Linked DNA regions of Danio rerio: region 2 is linked to region 1. Evidence: chromatin contacts called from public HiChIP or PLAC-seq data. All regions are on one chromosome and are shown on one strand. Each heading gives the region's core, a stretch centred on a gene start, on an enhancer-like site or on the middle of the called end of the contact. The rest is flanking DNA. Distances are from core to core; before and after follow the strand shown. Region 1 holds the start of ciarta (circadian associated repressor of transcription a). Region 2 holds the start of ash1l (ash1 (absent, small, or homeotic)-like (Drosophila)).

Region 1 (3,384 bases), core at 428-2,927:
CTGTTGGTGATTATTTTCTAATAATTCAACTACAGTCAACTAGTCCACTATTGTTACCTCATCAAAAGACATTGTAATAGTTTAATGAACACACTTGACTTATCAAAGCAACAGAATAGCTTTTACTCTACCTCAAAACACGTGAACACACTCGCAAAGCACCATAGGTGGCATTAACCGCTTTCCCTCTCTAAGTCATCACATATTTCGTAAAGCTATACATACTTTATAATCAGATGCTTTATTTCAAGGCATTTGTCAGATTCCCATCAAACCACTAATGTGTGTGAGCCTACTCTTACACAAAGCTTCTCTTTTGTTTTGGTGTGATTTTTGTCAGCTGTAAAGGATGTGAAGTAACTGAAATCACAGGGTGTAGTGATATGAAACTGCAATGCGGTTATAAACTTGCTCCAACTACATAAGGTGTGTGTTTAGCCGAGAGGGGTCTGGATGCAGACCTGGTGCAGTGCAATCTGAGCTGCATCCAAAGATTTTTAATGCGCTTACCTAACCCCGCCCCTAACCCTACGACATCACTCACTCCATTGAGTGCATTGTGTCTGACATTGCTGAGTGATGCAATCTCAGCTTGCAATATAAAGGCTCCATCCAGATACTATTGGTTTAGCCTGTCTAAAAAAACGATCACACATCTTAGAACGCTCATCAGCCAATCATTCAACGTTAAAAAAAGCAACAACCACCATGAATATGTTGTTTACAGTAAATTTAGAACAACTAAAGAGGTTTTAAGAAGCTCTGTTGTGATGAAACCCGCATGAACCGGAAGCTGCGACTGTTTTTTTCGTATTGGGACGCAGTTCCTAGAGAAACTGAATTTTAAATGAGTAAACAGTGGGAGTGGCTTGTTTTTTTTTCTCCTTTGAGCTGATTGGATATAGTGAAGTAGGCAATTCATTCATAAACATGAAGGAAATGGTTTTGGGAGAGCTATTACAACATAACAGACTCCTTTTTCTCACCCTTTCTGTTTGTTGTCAAAACTGAGAGATAAAGGGGCGTGGTTAAGTATGTTGGCCACGCCCAATACCTCAGACAGACGTAATCTGACGATTTAACTGAAAATAAACAGGAAGTGCATTTCAGATTTTCATTTTAGATTACAAGGGCAAACTATTTTGTTTCCTAATGACATGCGCAGATATGTTGTTCACCCCAAAATTAGCAATGTGGGCTAGCCAAATCATATGGTTAGCTTTAATTTCATTTATACTTAAACAAGGCATTTAACTGTTGTAGGTTTACTGTAAACACTGCTTTGCTTTCTATCAACTTGTATTGAATACATATCTTCAATAAAGTACCATTTAAAACATATAGATAGATAATTACTAAAATATCTGTAATGTCATCTCAAATTGAAAGCAGCATTGAGAGTAAACGTGTTATGCTCCCCCCCAAAAAACTGTCCCGTGTACACTCTCTTCCTAACGTGGAACAATGAGCACCATCTGTAAAATGTGACTCAATGCGTAGTATCTGCCTTTACACACGAGTGCCACGTGCGGGGAGGGGGGTGTGCAAACAGATATAATCGACCAGTCACGTCGCATTTGCACGCGGATTGGTTGCTATGCGGTCCAATCAGCGAGTCGCCTTTGATCTGTCAGCCAATGGGAGCGCGGCCTGCGTTGGCTTTTGTTCAGCACGTGTAGCTGTTCACATGTCGTCCCTCGCTGTAAAGTGACGTGAGTGGTGAAAGGAAGAGGAGAGAAGTCCAAAAATTCACTCAGGACAATAGTGCGTGCGATCAAGACAATCCTCGTAAGCAATAAACTTCATATAACCACTTTTAGGCGGACGAGCAACGCTGCAGGACGTGTGAGTGGAACCGGGCACGAGGTTGTTGTGGTACCGACCCAGAAACGACACAGCATCAAGGTAAGGGAATGCCTGCGGTTTTTTTTATCTTGTAAAAATATAACAAATTAATCTGTTATACACCCAGATATCCTCCAAATGTTATCATCGACCTTGCTTTGCGTGTTTACGCCATACTAAGATGAATAATCCGTTTGTTTTGATAGCCATGTTCATTATTATTGTAATATTGCAATTTAATAATCTCGATTAAAATTAATATTTCATAATTTAAGTTACTTTCCCTTCTTTATGTTGATACTAGTAAACGCATATTTCATTTTCGCATCGCTGTTGTTTATGCACGTGTGCGATTTCTAAAAATACTTTACAGTATATATATATTTGAGTTATTATATTTATGTGTATATGTGTAACATTTATTACAGTTTATTAATTAAACGTGATCAGATGTATGGATAAACGACACACCCATATATAACGTTAGTGCAAGAGTTAGTCAATAAACACAAACGAATAGAGTGTGTTATGAAAATAATAAAGCTGTGTAAATGTTTAATACGTATATAACACACTTATCAATAATGTAATTTTTAAAATGATATTTCATATTAAAATAACCACCAAGCTGTCCATCTGGTGGAAGTTAATGTGTCTTAATGGCACCGCCTAGCTGTTTATTTTTATGAGGCACATGCCGTTGAGTGTGTTTTTTTTTCAGCGTGTATATTATGAAACCCTACTCCGTATTTATAGACGTCCATCTAAACAGCACTGTAGGCGTTATATAGCCCATGTTCATTTTATATTCATGTGCTTCTCAAAAGCCCTTTAGGTTGTATAGCTCCACGTTTTTTGAGACGCAGCCCAAATGTGGTGTTGTGGCTTTTCACCTAGTGATAGGAACATGGCGTGCTTCAAATCGGAGTAATTATGGTATCTCCGTGATCTCTCTTTTTTGGTTTTGGAAAGCATCCCGCGTTCCTTCGTCTGTTTTAAGCACGCTTTCCATTGCCAATTGTTTGTTAAGTGCTTAAACCTCTCTTGTTTCCTTGACTGAAAGAAACTGGATGTTTCTTTACATTTTTTTTACTTCAACAATACGTGTTTTTCTGCAAGTCCAGTCAGGCCAGAAGCTCAGCTTTCTGCGTTTCATGTTAACATATACATGTGTGTATGTACACAGTAATTACAAGGGTTTAACATTTTTGACCACTTTTTCCTTCAGGGAGGCACATAATATTACAGTACAGACTGTTATAATGTTACAGAAGATTTTAGTCTTACATAATATACTGGTAATTAAAACACACACACACACACACACCAAGTAGTTAGGATAAAACATATTAGAATGATTTCAGAAGGATCACGTGACACTAGGGCTGGGTTTATAAGCGATATATCAAATCGCGATTAAAATTTATGTCGATAACAATGATAAGCGCTGTTTGTTTTTTTGTTTTTTACTCTATTTTGTTCTAAGAACCAACCCAAAGCTCATTTAAGGCAAGTCATTTCACTCAGTGGCCGTCTTTA
Region 2 (3,384 bases), core at 477-2,976, 93 kb before region 1:
CAAAGCACCACAAAACAAAACTAAACTGGCTAACGTAATGTTGCCGGCAAAAGCATTGGGATCTGCTATTAATCTGCACTTATATTTCAAATCTTCCCCGACCACAAATAAATGCCTGAAATCACTGCTATCCACTCAAACAGCTCTCAGTCAGCGGGAAGCTTCTGGTTTCCTTGACAGCGGAGTCAGAGGTCAAAGGTTGCTCAAGGGCTCCAGACACCACTTTCTACACTTTCCTCCACTTCTCAGACATCTGCTCCAATGGGGAAAAACTATAACCAGGCAAAGGCGCGCGCAATTTGCACGTGCAATGAACCCTATTGTGAACGAGGTTAACTGAGGATGATCTACTGGCAGGTGCCACTGAAGGTTCGTTTCTATGAATTAAGCCTTTTTTATGAACACTTAAGGCTCGCTGATCATAACTTCTGAATGAATGAACACCGTAACACTTTCCAAGCCGCATTACGTTTAGCAATAACAAACAAACAAAGCGTTACGCGCATGTCATGCATCAAAATACTGCGTTTTCCCTTTCTAGTTCGAACAAATGTACTCAAAGAATACACAAACATCTAGATTACAGAGCATTTATAGCACATTTGAAGTCTAAATGCAGAATAAAGTATGAAGAACTTACCTTAGCGAGCTAGAACGGCGTTCACATAATTTGCGGTCAAAATCCTCCCAGCATGGTCGCTCGGATATTTATCTTGAAATTGCTGATGTACCCAAAAAAAGCAAGAGGGAAAAAGGCGTCACGTTTCTCGTAAGAACATTCCAACCAATGTATGACATAACAAAACATTAGCCTAACGTTAGTCTGTTGATCCAGTCACCCCGCAAGTAACGATATTTATCTACGTGAGGCGCACTGGTCACGGTTTATGATCCTAATATAACGTTAGCTAGCATAGCTCGTTAGCGAAGAGCATATATATTGAGCTCAACCTCAGGACACTACTAAATATGTCCAAACCCAGTCTGTGTGAAACAATAATAGCAAGTGAAAGGGTTACTACAGCGGGACGTCAAAATACCTTGCTGCCATTGCAATTTTGAAAGACACATGTCTGGAGCAAGGTAAGTTGGTTTTGCTCAACATCGAGGCTGTAACCACACGTACACAACGTCAACGGCCATCCAATTCACGTCTATGTGTTGTTTACAACCCTCTATACGAGTGAATTCACACCCGCTAATCACTACTATCAACCCCACACTCTTAACGAAACGACTGAGCTGTCCTGTCAAGACACATTTGCTGGCATTGCTAGCAAAACCCCCGCGATTTGTCCATACGAGTAATGTAACGAAGCAACCGCTGCTGGTGCGAAGGGAATGAGTAAACCGTCCCCTTCTCCATCAGGCCTTCAGTAAAAAATAACAAAAAATGAGCATAAATATCCTCGGAAGGACCAAAAGAAGCGGAATGCAAAAATCTAACGCTCTCCGGGATGAGCCCTGCACGGGTTATTAAAAACACGAACTGTCAACAAAATGGCGGCTGCTGCGTTGAATCAACAGAGGGACCCGAAATGGATCTCTCCCTCAAATTCTTCCACCTCTCCCCTGTCTCGTGTGCGTCGCTCGTTACCCGTGATAATCCGATATGTCGCCCGAAATTCTCTCCGGGTCCGAGTTAGTGAAGCTCTGGCTCGTCGGAACGGGCCTCTCTCGTCAATCGGGCCTCCATGTCTGCTTAGCCCGTATCGTTTCTGTCAGTACAGCACGGGCATTCTCACAGGCGGAGCGGGAGGAGGAGGAGGAGTGGACGGCCAGGAGGGAGGGAGGAGAGGGCAGTTGTCGACTCGACGGCTGTTAGGCACTTTCTCCTAGAAATTCACTTACACACTTTTGACTAAATCTAGGGAGTAATGTTTTTTATTATGGTCCATGATATAAATATACAACGAACGAGCACACACTCTGTAACGTTACCTAATTCTGAAAAATGTTGGTTCGTTAAAAGAAAATGTAGGCTATGACTCCTCAAAAGGGGGCTCGTGTTGTCGCACGCTCGTGGCAGTGTTTACCCACAGTGAAATATCGAGACTCCCGTGGGAATCGTAGCCGTGAGGCGGGTTGTGTAACCGTGTGAGTGAGCAGAATCATTAGGAGAGGAGCTGAATATGTTTTAAATTAATGATTCACTTTAAAGCCCCCTGAAATCATTTTAAGTTTTTGTTTCAGATTATCTGTAAGATTGTGAGCTCCAAAAAGGAGTCAAAAATCACATTTGGAAGATAGAAAAGTCAGATTTTAAAATTGCAGTTTATCACTTTCACTTTTTTATGACATCACGATGCACTTCATCTTCTCATCAGATTATCTGACCATCAAATGCCCTTCAGTGAAGCATTCCCACTCCCCGAAACAATTGGTCATTTATTCGCATGTAATTAAGCATTTATACCAAGGTTTGCTATAACAATTATACCAAGGTTTGTCTAAACACTTGGATTTATGAAGAATTTTCATGGAAAGTTGATCTAAACTCCTTAACGTTTAATATCTAATTAGCAGTGCTTCTCAAATGTGTGTTTTAAGTTAATCATTTACTTTAAATCCCCCTAAAAAAAATTTAATTGTTTATTTTCGGTAATCTATAAGATTGTGAGCTCCAAAAGGAAGTCAAACTTTACATTTGGAAGATGTGAGCATTTCACTGTTTTTTTGACATCACCACACACACATCTTCTCATCATCTCAAATGCTCCTCAGGATACGAAGCATCCCGCCCCCCACTAGACACAGCTGGAATTGGTCATCTATTCACATGGAATTAAGCATTCATACCAAGGGTTTGACTGAACACTTGCATATATGAGAAAATGTAATGGAGTGTTGATCTGAACTGCCCACTGTTTATCATCAAATTAACTATGTGTTGTTTTTGTTTTTTGTTTTTTTATCGAATCTGTGTTTTGGATTAATCTTTCAGTTTAAAGTTCCCCTGAAATCATTTTGAAGGGGTTTGTATCTTAAGGTTATCTATAAGAGTGTGACCTCCAAAACGACATTTCGAAGATACAAGTAAGCATTCACAAAATCAGTTTATCCCTTTCACTTTATTATGACTCAATCTTCTCATCAGATTTTCTGACCATCAAATGCTCTTCAGTGGAGCAATCCCACTCCCCATAACAATTGGTCATTTATTCACATGTAAATAAGCATTTATACCAAGGTTTGCTTTACTAATTATTCCAAGCTTTGCCTAAACACTTGGATATATGAGGAAATGTAATGGAAAGTTGATCTAAACTCCACTTTTATTATTTAAATAATCGTGTTTCTCAAGTCTGTGTTCTAAGTTAATAATTCACTTTAAATCCCCCTGAAATTTTTTATTTATTTTATATTTTAGGTCATCTATAAGAT

Evidence for each region. HiChIP or PLAC-seq counts read pairs in DNA pulled down with a chosen protein or histone mark.
Region 2: a contact with region 1 is called in an H3K4me3 HiChIP or PLAC-seq map of gastrula embryo, with 2.4 times the contacts expected there. The contact joins the promoter of ash1l here to the promoter of ciarta in region 1. A contact is called at or near these places in 2 of 4 datasets of contacts at active chromatin or transcription factors (embryo and gastrula embryo).

Annotation. Positions count from the first base shown.
Region 1 is chr19:9,998,672-10,002,055 of GRCz12tu, reverse strand. It overlaps ciarta (circadian associated repressor of transcription a), which reads left to right and starts at 1,677. Exons shown (of 6, transcript NM_001327898.1): 1 at 1,677-1,905.
Region 2 is chr19:10,091,551-10,094,934 of GRCz12tu, reverse strand. It overlaps ash1l (ash1 (absent, small, or homeotic)-like (Drosophila)), which reads right to left and starts at 1,726. Exons shown (of 27, transcript NM_001346407.1): 1 at 1,598-1,726; 2 at 641-722. It overlaps LOC141379011 (a long non-coding RNA gene), which reads left to right and starts at 1,492. Exons shown (of 3, transcript XR_012394904.1): 1 at 1,492-3,036; 2 at 3,371-3,384.